Linked DNA regions of Anas platyrhynchos: region 2 is linked to region 1. A link is a contact called in public Hi-C data. All regions are on one chromosome and are shown on one strand. Each heading gives the region's core, a stretch centred on a gene start, on an enhancer-like site or on the middle of the called end of the contact. The rest is flanking DNA. Distances are from core to core; before and after follow the strand shown.

The links. Hi-C and Micro-C count contacts between places; a contact is called where the count stands out from the background.
Region 2: a contact with region 1 is called in a Hi-C map of subcutaneous adipose tissue, with 2.2 times the contacts expected there. The contact joins two enhancer-like sites. A contact is called at or near these places in 2 of 8 Hi-C or Micro-C datasets (F1 follicle and subcutaneous adipose tissue).

Annotation. Positions count from the first base shown.
Region 1 is chr5:49,188,433-49,191,045 of IASCAAS_PekinDuck_T2T, reverse strand. All of the region lies in intron 1 of PDHX (pyruvate dehydrogenase complex component X), which reads right to left. Among named protein-coding and RNA genes, the nearest start is that of APIP, 3.8 kb to the right of the region's middle. Within about 2 kb of position 1,310, at least 1 of the 8 cell types and tissues checked has an H3K27ac peak or open chromatin away from gene starts, as enhancers often do. A contact at or near this core is called in subcutaneous adipose tissue, where this site is marked.
Region 2 is chr5:49,447,296-49,449,908 of IASCAAS_PekinDuck_T2T, reverse strand. All of the region lies in intron 1 of SLC1A2 (solute carrier family 1 member 2), which reads left to right. Among named protein-coding and RNA genes, the nearest start is that of SLC1A2, 12 kb to the left of the region's middle. Within about 2 kb of position 1,323, at least 3 of the 8 cell types and tissues checked have an H3K27ac peak or open chromatin away from gene starts, as enhancers often do. A contact at or near this core is called in subcutaneous adipose tissue, where this site is marked.

The sequences.
Region 1 (2,613 bases), core at 61-2,560:
TATTTAAGCAATAGAGACCCCAGCCCCACCACACCACGTACATGTACTTGGCACAGGCAGCCAGCAGCTCGCTGCCACGTGCCAGCCAGCTGAACCTTCCCAGGGCACCCGAACACAGCGGGAGAAGCAGCCCTGCACAGCACCCAGCTGCGTGACGCCCACGTGGGACTGCGAGCGCAGGGCTCATGCCCAGCACGCCGCCTCCTGCCCTCTGATCCTGGTGCCACAGGGGCATGCAGACACCCAGCTGGTGACACCGGAGATACCCTGCTGACCTTCTGCGGAGAGCAATGAGGCCAAACTAGTACAGTACTAGTACAGCTCTTCAGGTGCTATTTTGGAAGAGCAGGTTTCCAGTGCCTGGTCAATTTTTAAAGCTCTTCTTGAATTATTTTTAATCGGAATTTGTATCGAGTTAAAGCACAGAAACAGACAAATAGGAAGAACACTGCACATAATGGCAAACATCAATTCTGCTTCATATTCCCCTTTTCTCTGTACCCTGTCAGCAGCATTAAGGTTTATCAAGAATAGGAAGCAGCAGCACATTTCTCCCAGTTCCTGTATTGCTTAGAACAGGAACAGCTTTACACACTTAGGAGTGACCCCAGTTTTTTTCCCATTGTCCAGAATAAAACAGGCAATGAAATAAAATCAGAGGTTTCAGCTAAAAGGCCAGAATGAAAACGCTTCCATCCTTACTTCTAAGTCCTAACTTAATGGTTAAGATCTCAGAGAAGACAAAGATAAAAAGGAAAACTTCAATTAATACACAATGTTTTAAGGGATTTAAAAGCATCCACCTCTGTTCTGTAATTAATTAATGTTAATATATCCAATAAATCTGCCCTTGCCTGTCTCACTGTTACAGGATTATGAAAGAATTAAATTATTAAACTTGTAAAAGGTATTAAAACATAAATATTTCAGAGGTTATGTAGAGTTATAGACATGACATAGTTTTTCCATTATTGCTGGACACAATGCATTTTTTAAAATGCAAAATTGAAATAATGTATTGAAATATCTAACAACCTCAGCAGCCATTAATGACCTCACCATTTCAGGAGGCACAGAGAGCAGAGAGTGAGCTATCTATTCCCCAAAGTCCCCAGGACATCAAAACAATCAGGGTCATGCTCCCCAAAACTCTTGAACTGTGGAAATGAGCCCAGCATATACATGGTTCATGTTTCCAGCAGACTGCATGAAGAAATACACATTTCTTTCAGCTGCCTATTCCCAGGGTATTTTTCCTTTTCCAACTCAGCCCTAGAAATTGTTCTGTTCTTTCTGTGATACTGAAACACTTGTCAGAGTTGCATTATTCATTACTGTAGTCCTTAGAAATGCATCCAGACAATGTTCTGGGTAGCACTGCTGGTCTTCATCTGAACTTCCTCCAAGAATTTTTTTTTTAAGTTTCTTTTTGCAAGCTCTCATCTTGGGCTAATACACATGAAAATGATCTACATTAACAATGTATATTACTCTGAGAATTCTTCTCTGTGCTCATGTACCACATAATCGTTTATTTATGATTTTTTTTCCTTACACTCCAAGTTAAAGCATGAGTTTATTTTTCTTTATGTTATGTACATTCACTGAAATACATTTATAGGTAACAGCAAGTAGAAAATACATTACTTGAAAATTTACACTATGTAAATAAATGCTTTCCATTTCATTTGTCTAAATTGATAAGTCAACTTTGATGATCAAATACAACAAAAAAATTACTTTGAAGTCATACCCCACAAAAATTTAGGACTACCTAGAACTTGGACGTACTTCACTGAAAAAAAATGAAAGCATTCCACATTTGTAATGAGAAAAATATATGTTTTTAAACACGGTGTGTCATAGTTTTTGTTTTAGTAAAGAGTTACTTGACCCATTCCCCACAATATGCTCCATACCATGGAATAAACCCAAAACTGAGCAACAAATCTGGGGTACTGTAACATTTTCCCTTTCCTGTTATGAGCAGCTACAACAAACCATACGGTCCCTTCTGGTCCTTTAAGCAAATTAAAAGACAAGATCCAGAAGCAAGCATACATGAAGTATTGGAAAAGTAAACCAGAGACAAAGCAGGAGGAAGAATCCAAAAATCAAGGCATGCATCCTCTGAAAATGAGGAACTGTTGGGCCTCTTTTCAATAATGGAAAACGCAAGTGAGGAGCAGCATTCAAACTGACTGTGCAAGGTGTATGACTCTGCTTTTAACAGTCACAAAGAAAGAAAAATTCTACCACCATGGCTCTGCAACAATATTTAGGAACTGTACAAACAAAACCTAGGATTGTGAAAACTAATCCTATGGTCCACTTTCTTTGAAGATGGACTGCAACTTGCAGGGCCCATACTACTACTTGGAATGTAGCTGACCTTTTACTTCAAAACAGAATACTATATTTAGTATTCTGGGTTTGAAATAGACACAGAGTGATGTGGGGATTCCAGGCTGGAAAAGAAACATCTGGCTGTAAAATTCTGTGCATTGTCATTCAAGACTTAAGATATACTGCAAAACAACTGTTGATGTTTTCTTTTGGACTGTTGAGATGTTTTCTTTAGACCGTTCACCTGAAAGTTCAGCATACTGTTTA
Region 2 (2,613 bases), core at 74-2,573, 260 kb before region 1:
TTCCAACCATAGTTATTCTGCATTTCTGTATACTGCAAATAAACAGCATACAGCTGTCTCCATGCAGTGCCTTCGTATCTCAGTTCTTAGATGTGGCCGTGATGCCATATACTGCTGGCATAGCATATCATACTCTGTACACTACTTCCATGTCCCTGAGCTTTCAGGAGATTGGCTACGCCTACATGAATAAGTAGTTGAGCCCAACAGGAACAGCTGGTCCTGGTTAAGTCCACGCTACAGTGGTTAGTGTGTGGAGTGCCGCTGGTGTGCTACTGGAGTGCATTTCTTGGTGTAACTGCACCCAAAACCAATTCAGTGCATGTGCCCCAGCACCGTTCTGTGATGAGAGCCGCAGTGCAGCAGGTGGGCACCATCAGGAAATTCGCTTCAGAAGCTCACACCTGGTTCAGACTAAACTGCTAGTGTAGGTTTGTCCTCAGCCGGTTACTGAGACTCCTCAGGTAAGTCTCCCCACCTCTTCCTTTCAGGCAGTTGCAGAGAGCAATAAGGTCTCCCCTGAGCCTCTTCTTCTCCAGACCAAACACCCCCAGTTCCCTCAGCCGCTCCTCACAGGACTTGTGCTCTAGGCTTCGTGGCCCTTCTCTTGGCATGCTCCATGGTCTTGGTGTCCTTGTACTGCGAGGCCAACGTGCGTGCAGGCAGCGCTGCCACTGCCGTGGCCATGACCCTGAGCCACTGCTGTGGCCCGTGGAGATGCTGGGGTACACGAGCCGCCCCCGAGCAACACGTGGAGCACAGGCTGGGGCGGGCATGGCCCATGGCCTGTCACAGAGGTGGTGCTCTCTGCCAGGTCATGGCAAGAGTGCTGAGGGCTCCGGGTTCCTTCCAGTGAGAGAAGCACAGCCTTCTGAGTTTACTACGGTCGTAGTACGCTTCCCTTGAGGCAGAAAGCAGTCTTTTAATGAAGCATCTGGCCCCTTGGCCGTGTAAGAACTGCTCTTCCTATAGAAAAGGTTTGCCTCTACGAGTGCACGTGGATAAAACACACGGCTCTCGCACCCAGGCGTGCATATGGGAACTAATTAACACCTGGCTGCTATTTATAGCACAGCAATCTAGGACAGGGAGCGAGAAACCAGTCCGGGTCCCTCGCCCGCCATTTTAGGGGCTGTGAGGCGGGCGGCTGGCACTGCCCCGCGGCCAGAGGCATTCCCCCTGCGGGCTCCTGACCGACACCAGGGCGCCTCTGCCGGCGCCCTCCCGTGCCGCAGGGCTCGCCGCGGCCCCCGGGGGCTGAGCTTGGAGCCCGGGGGCTGAGCTTGGAGCCCGGGGGCTGAGGGGCCGCCCCCCGCTCCCCCGCGGCCGGGCCGGGTGTCCCGGAGCCCGACAGGGGGCGGCCGAGGGCAGCGCTGGCGGCCGGCGGGGAGCGCCGTGCTCCCGGCCCGGTGCTGGAGCTCCCCGGGGACCTGCCTCTGATTTTTAACCACGTTTAACCAGTTAACCACGCTTTGACCTCTCCGTGAGAGTAGGAGTACGGTGGAGCCTGAAACCAGCTCGGTTTGTAGGTGTTAGCCTACTCACCAGCCTACAGAGAAGCGCTTCTAATCAGAACAGCAGTGGGGCTAGTGAATCTGGACGTGCTGTCTAAATCAGGAGAAAAGAATGCGTTTTCCTGTCATAAGGGAATGGTTAGGATGTAGTCATAGAAAGGCTTGAATGCCAAGATCTTTATTCCTATGCATTTTTGAGCTTCAGGCTGCCCCCAAAACGTCTTGTGGAGCCAGCATATGTAGCCCATAACAATAAAAACATGAAGAACAATAATATTACATCAGTGAGATTTTCCCCTGTGTCTGGAGCACTTGATCCAGATTTCATATGCTTTGATCTGTATGACTGATTTTCTAAAGCACACAGCTCTATAGCATGCTATTCAGCCTGTGCACGAAACCCGTTCATTCACAGACTCCTAGACAAATTGGTGTAATGACAGTATGTGACCGAACATAGAAAGTCCTCGTTTGAAAGCTGGTCAGGAGCTGATGACAGGGACCAGTGAGAATGGGACGTGAATTGGACAGGCACAGCAAACGGGAGTTACAGGAGCAACAAAGTCAGGAGGTCAGACTCAGCCCCGAGGCTGAGAACCGAAAAGGAGGGGGACAAATTAATTCCCGTCTTGTACCTGCGTGTTCATGCCTTGCAATTACCCTGGGGTCAGCAGCGACGATGTATCATCCTCCAAGTGAAGTATTTCCATAATTTTACACACCATAAGGAAATCACGGTGGCTGTCATATACTGTTTCTTCATTATTTTGAAGGGGCAGAGAAAAGAAAGGGAAGGAGGATTTTAACTTCCACCCAGTTTCCCTGCTATTTATTCTCAAGAAAAACGATAGTTTTGGCAACCGCTCTTCGCACCCGTGGCATATCGAGAGTGGCCACAAGGAGGTGTTGTTTTTCCAAGCCGTGTATTAGTAATCCTGTGATACCAGAATGCCTCAGAGGCGCCTTTTGGGGCTAAAATATGTACTGAAAGATAAATGTCTCCTAATTTATCTTCTTGTCTAAACAGAGGAATCAGAGACAGCTTGGAAGTAATGTGTTCTCATCTTTATAGATGGAGAACCAAGGTGTAAGGTATGCT